2 separate regions of the Mus musculus genome follow, and region 2 is linked to region 1. A link is a contact called in public Hi-C data. All regions are on one chromosome and are shown on one strand. The core of a region is the stretch at or near the end of the contact, and the rest is flanking DNA. Distances in the headings are between cores, read along the strand shown.

Region 1 (6,129 bases), core at 1,369-3,868:
TGGCTCTGGGGAGAGGCGCTTGCTGCTGCCAAGCCTGCATTCAATCATACGGTGAAAGGTGAGAGTTACTTCTGCAAGCTGTCCCCACATGAATGCTCTGGTACACACATCACACTATACCCGAAAATATATATAAACAAGTAAAGTGAAAAGCAAAGTTGCCCTGAGCACTAAGGCACAAGCCCCCAGACATTCTGCCCTAGGATGCTGAGCCAGGGCTTCTCTAGAAACCAGGCTCCACAGAAGCCCACAAACAAAGAGGCCAAAGTCCACAAGACCATGACAGGCTAAGCTGAAGAGCATGACCAGGGCTGATTAGCTAGTCTCCACACACTCTGAGGCAAGAGAGGTTTGTCACTTCTCTTCCAGATAGAGCAAGGTACCACACCTATGCCTCGGGCCACCAGGAGAGATGAAATCCAAGTATAGCTAAAGCCTATTCAGAGGCCAAGGCCAGGACAGTCTGGTCAGGCAGCTGAAGGCCCAGACAGAGCCAAGTCTAGGATACTGGTTCCTCGTGCTTACCCATACAGGTAATCTAGTCAACAGTCACTTGTACCCAGGCACCCGACCCCTATCCTTTAAACCACACGCAAGGAAGAGAGACGCTCCAACACATGCCTCGTGGGTCAGATTGCCATGCAGCCCCTGGGATGGGCCTGTGGATCCTGGTACCTTAGCTCTCTCTCTTCAGTGTTAATACTGTTGCCTGTGAGGTTTCTGGGTTTTGCTGCAACTTTGTGGCTTTTTGTTTCTCTCCGTGCTAGGTAACCCAGGGCTACAAGAATGCTACAGAAGTGGTCTCTGGTACTGAGCTATACCCCCAAACTATAAGTTCAGTAAGAATTCTACCTTTAGTCAACAATAGATAAAATAAAGTCTGGATTTTGAATTTTGTTTGTTTATGGTTTGGGGGCAGTTTCTCTATGTAGCCCAGGCTATCCTGGAACTCTCCATGTAGACCAGGCTGGCCTCGAACTCAGAGATCCGCCTGCCTCTGCTTCCCAAGTGCTGGGATTAAAGGCGTGCGCCACCATGCCTGGCAAATTTTGAAATGTTAAAAATAGGAAAAATTAAAAACAAACAAACAAACAAACAAACAAAAAACCCCACCTAACTGTGAAGAGGAGATGCTATGTCAGCTGGTAGTAAACAAAAGAATATCCCCTGCCACCAATCAACACAGGCAGTACCTTCCCTACCAGCAGCCTGTCTTTGGAACCAAAAGTTCCCTCACCATCATAACCACTGAAGGAAACCCAGAGAAGCCGCCATGGTCAGAAGCTTCTAATCTGAAGGAAAACCATGACCACACAACCATCAACCAATAAGAAAAGGTAAAATACATTTAAGAGACAATGTTTTATTTTAAAATATGTTTTCTGCCCTCAAATTTCCTCCATTTGCATTAATACTAACACTCATGAGCAAAGGGGCCTTCCAGAGAAACGAAGTTGCCAAACACTTGTTTCCTTCCCACAAGAGTTAAGAATCAATGCCGCGAGAGGGCTATGCTTCGAGGGAAATAAAATCAATCCTAGTTTCGATGTGACTTGTTCAGAGTTCACCTGTTTCGCCTAACCCACACTAATGAACAGGTGGATAAAAATGAAGCCAAGTGCATCAAAGGAAACATGCAATCCTGAAGCACAATACACCTGCAAGTTTCATCACGCACAAGACACCAGCCCTCTGCCTTCAGGTCTGACAAGCCCATGGTGAAACTGCTCCACCCACTGAGCGTAACTTCCTCCTGCCCTGGAGCCAGATCAGACCCAAGTGACCCTCTAAGAGAGAAAAAGAAGCCAAGAGGGAGACTGAGGAGACAACGCTGCCCCAGAGCGGAGGCTTGAGGGGTGGGGGAAGGGCGGTGGCAAGCCAGGCACCTCGAGCCCTAGGAGATGAGACCACCGTAGCTGTTGGTCTACAGCAGTTTCATTCAGCCACTTCCCAGGATTTCAGTTGTCTGCGTCAGACAAGTGCTCACCATCCTCGGGGCAAGTCTCTCTAGATAGAGCAGAGGTGCTGTTGCCAAACCACCAAAGTACTCTGCCCCAACGGCAGAGAGCTGGGTCTCATCTTCCCCTCCCTTGCCAACACACCCAGCTGGGGGGGGGTGGGGGGGGAGGGAGGAGTGTAGGAGACTCAACTTTCTAAGCCTCTGGGAACCCTTTTTACACCTCAGGAGGAAGCAAAAAGAGAATTTCTCTCCTCAACACTGGAATTTAAAGATGTCCAAATAAAAGGCACACATGTCTGGCTGGTTTAAGTCACTAAAAGGAATCTCAACCCACTGGCAAAACTGGCAAGGAATGGAACAGCAACTGCCCTACAGTGTCTGAGCACAACCTATGCCCCATGCACCTCCTAAGTAAGAAGAAACAGAAATCTTGGGAACTACACAGAGACTCAGGTGATCAAAAAGAACAAAAAGGCAAAGAATGTAAAACGAGACAGAAAGCAGTCACTGCGGAATGCTCCAGGCACGTTGGCCAGGACCTCAGTTAAGGCCCACAAGTTATCACCACCTCCCACAGGAGCCTGCTTCACCTAAGCAGGAAGCCTGTCTACCCTGCCAGCCACAATCTCTATTGCCATGGGCAGGAAGAAGTGTAGAGCAGAAAAACTCCTGGGCCAGGCTGGCAGGTAGCTCAAAACTGCAGACTGAGCTAGGTCCAGTGGGACACACCCATAACCCTTGCTAACAGAAGCTAGCCTGAGCTATAAAGCAAGATCCCTCTCACAGTCCCTAACCCAAGAAAGAATGCAAACAGCCGAACAAAAGCCATCTAAAATCAATCCCCTGAGATTAATTGTGCCTGTCCTCCCATGTGTCCCATATACACGCTAGACAGGTCTAACACCCTTCCCTCAAGCACCACCATGCAGTAACAGACTCTAGCTACGGTTTGTCAGACCTTCCTGTATTCTCTTGATGTGAAAACTTTCAACAAGACTCAGGCCAAGCCGGGGGTGTTGGCTCACACCTGAGATCCAGCACTCAGGAGGAAGAAGCAGGAATATTAACACAAGTTCAAGGCCATCCTGGGCTACAAGTCCCAGGTAAACCAAGGCTGCACAGTAAGTAGGTAGAAAGCCAGGTATTGTGACACAAACCTTTAATTCAAGCCCTCTGGAGGTACAGGTGGATAGAGCTCTGAGTTCAAGCCCAGCCTGGTCTACAAGAGTTCTAGGACAGTCACAGCTACATAGAGAAACCCTGTCTCAAACAAACAAACAAACAAATGGAGTGGGAACTGGGTGGGTGTGGGATGGATGGGTGGAGAGAAGACAGCAGGTCGGGCAGGGAGGCAGAGATAGATCAGTTGGTCAAGTTTAGACTGAGTTCAATCCCTGGAACCGAATGAGGGACACAGAAAACGTTCAATAAGTTGTTTCGAACTCTTTATTGTTGTTGCTGCTGCTGGGCTCAAAAGATGGCTCAACAATTAAGAGCATTTTGGTCTCCACACAGGCAATAAGCAAATATAAAAAGAAAAAAAAAATTTTAAAGATTCATGCCAAAAATATTAAGAACCTACTTACACCCAAATCTTTCAAATAAACTATTTCTATCTACCTATTCATCAGAATTACCTAAAACACAAATGTACAACACCTACCACGATTTATAAATCAACTGTGACCTCTGCCCCACTCTTTCCTCTTCCTTCCTCACACTACCTTTCAGGGTAAGCCACAACTTGCACTAACCTCTACTGCTACAATCAAAATGGAAATCACAATAAAACCTCTGTAGTTGCCTCTCCCCACAGCTAGAACAAAGGCCTCCCAAGGTATGGGCTGTACAGCTGAATCTGCAAACCCCAAAGATATCTACCATAGGCAGAACCTCACATCTCATCAATAACTTAGTTTGTGTATGTGCTCATGTGCGTACCACAACTGATAAGTGGGGGCAACCATAATTTTTCTTTATTTCTAATTTTTATTTTATTTATCTATTTTACTTTTTTATTTCTATTTATGGATATATGTATGTGCATCTGGGTGTATACGCACATGTGTGTGTAAGTGCTCTCAGAAGCCGAAAGATGACATCCAGATCGCCCAGAACTAGTTACAGGGTGTTCTGTATGTACCTCCTAACTTGGGTGCGGGGAACTGAACTAGGGTCCTCTGGAAAAGCAGCAAGTGAGCCATCTCTTGGGCCCCACAACTATAATTAAAAAAACAAAACAAAAACAAAAAGAACTTCAAAAACAAAATACTATAGTTAAACAAAGGGAAAAAAAACAACTCTCAGGGGCTGGGTAAGGATAGATAGTTCAGTACTTGCCTGTCATGTTTAAGGGTCTTGGCTTGACACCCCAGCACTACCAAAAAGAAAAGGGGGGGGGTTGTTCTATGTGCTGAGGAAAACAATCTATTACTATACACAAATAGAGAAACACCTACTGATACATACCCAAAATAATTATAAATTTTTAAAAACCTATTTTATGTTCCCCAGTAGCATTAATCACAACAGTCAAAAACAGTCACATAATGAAACAGTTTCGGCCTGCGAAAAAGTAGTGAAGAACTGACGCGTGCCTGCCACAGGGTGGGCAGACCCTACAGACGCTGTGCTCAGGGAAAAGAGCCTATCCTACATAAAAGTCACCTCCCAGACAGGTGAGCTCAGTGCCACTGGCCTGTGGAGTATGATGCAGTGTGTATGCGGAATGGCATACTGAGAAGAGACAACGGTGGCTATACAACTCTGTAGACCTAACAAAATGAACTAACGCCCATCTGGAGCCGCCAAGTCTTCAGAGAGAGCAGCAGAGCAGAAGCTCAGGTCTTAAGAAACATTTTATTTTCCCAGGCCTCCCTCTTGCATGTTTTGAATGGCAGGCCTCTGAAAGGCAATGGCAATATCACTGAAAATAAAGAGACACCAGCCGTTTCTCATCCCCACAACCAGGATACACATTCAGCTGCAGAGGCACATGGAGTAGGTCCAGAGAGCCTCGACTTGCCTTCCCGTCCCAGGTTGCATGTCCCCTTCCCAGGGCTGTTGGCACCTGCCCTGATACCTCCCACCCTGCATCAGGACCTGTATTAAGGAGTAGTACAAAAAGCCAAACTCAGTATGACTGGTTGCCTTCAGACTTCTCCAAAGGATCCTACTTCTAAGTGACATGTCAGCTCCCTTTGCCTTCAAGACAAGGACAAGAACTACTGTCAAATCGCATCCAGTGTAATCAAAGAAAAACAAGGAAGAGGTTTCTGACCCTGGAGCCGCACAGTTTCAGAAGGCTATCTGCACCCTCCAGAATGCCAAACCCTAGAAACCAGGGCCTTATACAGCTATCCATGCCTTCGTCCAAAATACTGACTCTTAATACCATGGCCTCAGAGAGTCTCTGTAACCTTGTAAACATTAACCCTAGAGACAGACTTGGAGAGGCACCATGACCTTCTTAATGCTGACCATCAAAACCAAACAAAGCCTTAGGGGGTCCATCTGTGACCTCCGGAATACTGGTCCAGGAGCTTCCTAGCCTTGTTAATAGGGCCATGTCCTCTGAGATTTCACACCAGAGTGGTTCTCCTTGTCAGTACTAAAAAGCCATACAACAGACAAGCAGAGAAGACCAGCAATAGGAAGGATGGGCACAGTGGGCATCTCCAGACGGGCCCCAGTGTCTGTATTTAAACTCGGGAACTAGAAATTTTGTAACCCACGTAAGCAAACAGGTTTCAAGCCCTCTGCCTTCTTTCACTTGGGCTGGTTTCACTGCTTTACGACAAAAAAACTAAAGGCTGCAGTTCTGCAGGCGCCGCTGCCCTCTAGTGGTGAAGCACAGTTCTTCAGCTTTCTCCTGGAAGCCACCACTCCAGTCCAGCCTTACACACTAAGCACACAGCAGTGGAAAATGAAACCACAACCCTGTAATGCAAATTAATCCTACCAGGTTCCCGTAATTCAAACACAGAGTGAATGGAACCAACAGTTTGGGCACAGTGCTGGAGCTCCACATGCTGTCCCGGGGCAGGGCTCACCAGGGCCTGCAGCATCCCATCCATGGTAATGACACCCTCGATGGTCTGGAAGGAAGAGTGGGCCAAGGTGCAAAGGCTCCAGTCCAGAAAGCTGGCCATCTTTCTCTGCTTGACATC
Region 2 (6,129 bases), core at 2,066-4,565, 40 kb before region 1:
CTTCAAAAATGTTTTGTGAGAGAGGCTGCTGTGTGAAATGACTCAACAGGCCTGGCAAAGCCTGTGCTGACCCTCTCCCACATTACGCAGCCCTGCATTGCACTGCAGGGGACAGCCCAAGAACAGGCAAAGAGATGTTGAAGGGACAGGAAGTGAGCTCAGAGCCAAGCCGTGCTGTGGAGGAGTACCTAGGCTAACCCAACACACTGCTCTGCCTTCCATACCCTGCAGGGAAGTGTGCCACAGATGGCTCCAGCAGGGACCCAGGAAAAGAGTCTGATGCAGCAGACTAGAGTCACAGCACTATCTATACCCAACAGCACCTGTCTGCATTCGATTGAGATGCTGCTGTCCAGAGATGGCAGCTGCCCCAGACACCCACTCTATACCCCATCTTACCTCCCATGTCACATGATGAAACTGTGACCTACCAGACTAGGTACCTGGGTCAAGTTACTTAACCGCTCTGTGCTCATTTAACTCCTATAAAGCAGGTGCACAACAGCTCCTGTGACTACAGGGAATGATGCAAGTACCACTCAGCACCAAGGACCCACATGGAAGATGCTCAGGAAATGCCAACTGCCACTCCCAGTCCTACCCCCTAAGATTTTACTTCTCAGAAACTTCATCAAGACATTTAGGTCATGCAGAGGAGTGAGACCAAACACAAGGGTTCAGACCTCACTAGTGGCAAAAGAAAGGCCTCCTCTTTTTTTTTTCTTTTTTTTCTTTTTTTCCTTTTTTTTCTTTTTTTCTTTTTGGTATCTGTAGGTGTTTTGCCTGCATGGGCATGCCTGGTGCCTTCAGAGGCCAGAAGAGGGCATCAGATCCCCTGGGACAGTAGCTATAGTTTCAAGCCACTGTGTGGGTGCTAGAAATTGAATCTAGGTCCTCTGATAGAGCACCCAGTGTTTTTAATGCTAAGCTCTCTCTCCAGCCCCATCCTTCACTTTCTAAGGCATAAGCAAAGAAGTCAAAGAGGGCAGGGAACATAGCAACAGAAAGAACCACTAGGAGGTTACAAGCACATGAACCTTCAGTGGGGAACCAAAGAGGAAGCACTGCCAGTCCCTGACCTACACAACAGAACCTATTAAAAGCCCAAGGTCTTGGCTATCATCAACTCTTGATCATTCTGTCAACCAGCAGCAATAAAGAAACCCCACTCTGCAGCAGACAGAGTTGAATCCCTACATAAAGTCCCCAAGCCCTCCTATCCTGCAAGAAACTCACTGAACTATTCAGAGCAGTTAGAACAAGGTATCAAAGCAGGGCTACTCAAACCCCCCCAGAAACCAGAGATCCTGACTGTGGAATATGCTTCATAGAAATACTAGAAGATATAGTAAAGGAAACTGAGAATATAAGGAAAAAGAAGAGGAGGAAAAACATTCATATTCTCTCTTTCTCTCTCTTTCTCTCTCTCTCTCTCTCTCTCTCTCTCTCTCTCTCTCTCTCTCTCTCTCTCTCTCATAAAGCTAGAGATTGCCCTTGATCAACATCTAGAGCGTGTGGATATCATCAAGCCACAGATGCCAGGCCATGTAGGGACATGGTGGCAAGGCTGGGCCTCAAAACAGGGGATGCTCACTAAATGTCACCCTTCAGATCAGAACTCCTGCTGCATGAAGACTCTCCTTGGAAGAAAGCACTGTAAAGTGGCATTAGGCCAATACGTCTGTTGGAGGGTTTAGGGATTAGTATAGCACTGCCCTCACTGACTATGAAATACAAAAAAGAAGAGGGAAGGAAATGTAGAAGCTATGACACAGCAAAGATAGGACTGGCCCAAGTGAGAGGGCAGCACAAAGGGAGGAGGGATGGCCCTCAAGAGGATGTGGGAGGCAAAGAGTTAAGGGGGTCCATTAAAAACACCTGAAGTCCAGATTGCAAATTAGAATCAAGGAGTAAAACTCTCAGCAAAAGGTGAGTGAGAGCAGAGGGGAAAGGGTAAGACTTTCAGCAAGTCCCTGCCAGCCTTCCTAAGAAGCTGGCCTGCCCCAACTGCTCCAGAAAGAGGTGCAGCAGAAACGGCACTGAGATAATTCTCAGCCTTGCCTCTCCATTTTGCTCTCTTCAAGTCCTGAGATGTCCAAAGGCTACCCTCTACTGTGGAGTCCCGGAAAGTGGCAGAGTAGCTAGAGGACTTCACCATACCGGGAAGCCTCAGTAAACACCCACAGAGTAGAAGCACTGCCTGGGGGAACCGGAACCAGTACAGACCACCTCCGCCCAGACAGATGTAACAAACTGTAACAAACTGGTGACTGTCTCAGAGCAGAGCTTAAGGTAACTTGCTACTCAGCTAGAGATGTGAGAAACCCTAGGGAACTGCTCGCTGTTCTTATAAGACTGAGCATTTGGCTTAGACTCTTCCTAGGAATGAGACAAAGTAACTAAACTAGGTTTTAAAGAATTAAACATAAAGGTGAAGCCAAGTAAAATCTAAAGTCTTAAATGCGTGCTGGCCCTTGCCAGCAGCTTCAGGTATGACCAAGAGCCTAGCCAGCTATCACAGTGTCCTTTCCCTGTCCCCAAACTGACATCACATTCCAGCCTCCACTGCAGCCCGCACAAGCCTCAAAGCAAACAAGTAAACACTGGGGGTGGGGTGGGGGGTGGGGGTAGGGGATGGTAAAATGGCTCCAAAATTTAAAATCTAAGTTATTACTTAAAGAGGGGGTGTGAAGGTGAACACACTGCCGACGCCCAAATGACAGACAGCACATGTCAGCTCCACAACCAGTACAGGCCCTGGGCATGTTCCGGCAGGTCCCTGTGACAAGGCAGCAAGGTTAGCATCCTCTCTGCCACCCTAGTTCTCCCGGTGACCTCAACAAAACTCCTAGAGAAGGGTAGAAATCGCAGAGGTGGCCAGAGGCTTCTCTGGGCATCACAGCAAAAACACTTGTCATGTTTCCATCGGTGACATGTGTTTCAGGACAAAGTTATATTTCTCTGCTTCTATGTTCCTATGCTGGAGTACTGAAGCGAGCAAGCGAAGCTCTACACCTGAGTCTTTAATGAGCATCAAGTGCTTGTGATACAAGTACATCAGCACTAGACTCTGCATCCAGATATCCTGATTCCTCTGCAACTGGGCAGCCCTCCCAGGACCCCACACACCGTGAACCTAGAGTCCTGTGGGGCACCTGGAGTGGCACAGGACTCTCTGGATCCCTGCTCAGTGAGGCTACGTGGAGCTCAGTGGGTGCAAACACTTGAATTGTAGCTGCAGGCGGAGGAATATCAGGTGCATCTCTACGCCCCGAGGGCTCAACTCCTACACTTAAATCCCTCCCACTGGAACAGCCGGCTCCAGTTTCACCGAGCCAGCGAGCCAGCGTGAGAACAGATCCTGCTCCTCAGACCTCAGCACCTTGCACAGAAGAAGGACTCCGCATCCCAGCACTGCCCACCTTTGGTAAGTGCTTACTATTTCTTCAAGTTTTCTTTCAAAACTACTCTTTAATGTGTCTTGAGGAATCTGTCTGGGTAAATTGTTTGCTGTTGTCTGCTCTTTCCTGCTCTCACTATTCCCTAAGGATTACTCAGAACCCGGCAGGTGCATCTCGGGGATGCAGACCACAATTACAGAACTCCTAATGGGGCTGATACGTTATTCCAAGACTATGAGCAAGCTTATTTAGAAATCAAGCCATCCTTTCTGCTATAAAATTTATTTTAAAAACAAAAGATGGATTTATAGTATTGCTTAATTGTTCCCTACTTTTCAAAGAAATTACAATAAATTTTGACATAAAAGAGGCAAAACTCACATATATAGAGAGAGATACAACTGTTTGGTTTCATTTCTAGTTTAACATCTAAAGCTTTTCAAATTTAAAATAACTGCTGCTTTGACAAAACCTTTCAAAAACAAGAAACCAACTAAGTTTAGGTTTTTGGTTTGGTTGTTAAGATTATACATGGGGGGGGGGGGATAAATCTGTATGAAAATAATTATCGACCGAATAATCGGCCAAATCTGACCAAGTCAGACTTGGTTTAAGCAGAAACGCCTGCATTTCCTATCTGAGTGTTTGCATTAGAAAAGGCTCTCTGATGTTTTAAACTGCTGTGTTACAGAAACACAGGCAAGGCGAGCTCCGGTGCCATGCTGGTCGGGAAGCCGTGAGCCTGCACAACACAACCCATTTGTTTTCTAGATCCTTCCTTCCAAACACACTCTAGAAAACAGCTTTCTTCTAAGACTATGGCCTCCCTAAGTTCACCTTCATCTTAAAGAACAGAAAGTTTGGGAGGGAGCGGCGGCCAGCTACTGCAAAAGCCCACATGAAGTAAAACTCACAAATCTCGTTCTTGCGACACCCCAGTGGGTAGACGACAGTGGCGTGCCCTTGAGTGGTGCAATAACGCCACATCACAGTGCTGTAATTATAGCATGCCCTTCACGACGTTCCACCTGCGAGGCTCTGCGCCAGACAGCTGGACACCACCAGGAGGAATAGTACTGCACTGTCTTGATTTGCAGGTCAATTCACAGGACAAACATAGCTGCCTGGCCCGTCACATCGCTGGCCTATAAAGCAAAGCTGTAATTACCTCTATTGTATCCTATCAGGGTTCTCTTAAATTATTCTTTCTCTTGTCTGATTTCTAAGTGCAAGCCCCTTAGAAACTTCTAAAAACATGCCAGCCACTCACTGTTGTCTTGACAGCAGCAACTACACTACATGTCCACACTCAGGGACTGCTGAAGTTTAATGCTTTAAAGACAAACAGGACCCTGTGGCCAATCGAAACTACACAGTGCTCACTCTGTGTGTGGGCAGGTATCCCGGATGGCACACTGTGGGCAGGTGGAAGGTGCTCTCAGCCCTGGGCCCTTTCTGAACGCAGTCAAGTCATTTAATATAAGAGATATCGAAGTCTCAAGTCATACAGCCTGATGTGTGTCAGCAAAAAAATTGGGACACATCTTACAGATCTTAAGCTGGATACTGTACATGTTTCTAGGTCACTGTATTATTGTACATACTGTATGCTGCATTGCAAGATGATTCAGAGAAGGAAGTCTGGGGCCAAGGTGAGGTCTGGGGAGGCATGTTTGAGAACAGGGCTTCCCCAGGGAAGACAGAGAACAACTCTCTGCCAAAAGCCCTTGATGAGGGCTGAGTGCCTGTGGGAAGACACCCTCATGAACCCCCCTGACCATCAAATGGGAAGTAGAAGGGAGGAGGGTATGGTGCCAAGTAAAATTCCTCTGGGACTGTTTCAGTATCAAACATGCTAACACTACAGTTCTCAGACAGCCATAGCTACACATATAGCCTTCCAGAGATGTATTCCCAAAGTAGTAACAGGCCCAACCTTAAAAAAAAAAAAAGGGGGGGGGGGGGAAGCCACATACCCTTCTTATGCCTTTAGGAAAAGCTTCACCTTTGAATATAAACCCAAAAGTACTGTAAACAGTCAAAGTTCTTGGCTTTCCTGTTTTGGCAACAATGTGTGCTTTTGGGAATATTTAACACCAGCGGCTGCCAGACAGTTCAAAGTCCAGCAGGTATAAACTGACCAAACAGGACTTATTGTAAGCCTCCATGCCCACAGACATATGTGCCTGGCTGCAGTCATGGCTGTGGGTTTATTTCTTGATAGTCATAAACCTCACTTGCTTAGGACAGAGAACTCACAGGCTGACATCATCATTCAAAAGCTTACAAAAGCATCAATTTTATCCCACTTACTTCTCTAACACGGTAGTTTTATAGATGAGTTACGCCCGCCTTACACCTGCCTCCAAGCAGTGAGCTCTCCGCCTTAATTAGCAATTGTGAAATCCTGAGGGTCAGTTTATCCGAAGTTACTGAAATGATTACAGCCGAGCCTGCTTCTGTATCCATTCCCTTTCAGTTTTAATAAACCTCAGGAAATGGCCTCACTCTAGAACCCTTACACAAGAGCCACTGCTGCCTATCCCAGCCAGCCTGCTCACTGTCCTGGGGATCAGCAGCCAAAAAAATTAAAAGACAAAGGCTGAAACCAAAACTTCACATAGCATGACACACGCACACACTCACACACGCATGCACGCACACTCGGTAATAATTATTTCCTCAGTTACTCCTCTTTCTTATAAGACAGGAAACCCTTACCATGACA

Evidence for each region. A called contact is a pair of places that touch in the nucleus more often than the background predicts.
Region 2: a Hi-C map of epidermal suprabasal cells shows a contact between it and region 1, with 4 times the contacts expected there. The contact joins the promoter of Zfp750 here to the enhancer-like site in region 1. A contact is called at or near these places in 9 of 39 promoter capture datasets (the HPC-7 cell line, HPC-7-derived erythroid cells, embryonic stem cells and 5 more), 1 of 15 datasets of contacts at CTCF or cohesin (CD8 T cells), 16 of 484 Hi-C or Micro-C datasets (the Ba/F3 cell line, common lymphoid progenitors, cranial neural crest and 11 more), 6 of 115 datasets of contacts at active chromatin or transcription factors (the HPC-7 cell line, double positive thymocytes, embryonic stem cells and 1 more) and 3 of 9 other capture datasets (adipose tissue, liver and pancreatic islet).

Annotation. Positions count from the first base shown.
Region 1 is chr11:121,475,555-121,481,683 of GRCm38.p6, reverse strand. Tbcd (tubulin-specific chaperone d) reads right to left here. Exons shown (of 39, transcript NM_029878.4): 7 at 6,013-6,129. Among named protein-coding and RNA genes, the nearest start is that of Tbcd, 27 kb to the right of the region's middle. Within about 2 kb of position 2,618, at least 31 of the 459 cell types and tissues checked have an H3K27ac peak or open chromatin away from gene starts, as enhancers often do. A contact at or near this core is called in epidermal suprabasal cells, morula and neutrophils, where this site is marked.
Region 2 is chr11:121,516,528-121,522,656 of GRCm38.p6, reverse strand. It overlaps Zfp750 (zinc finger protein 750), which reads left to right and starts at 3,315. Exons shown (of 3, transcript NM_178763.4): 1 at 3,315-3,427. The region is part of intron 13 of Tbcd (tubulin-specific chaperone d); the gene reads right to left.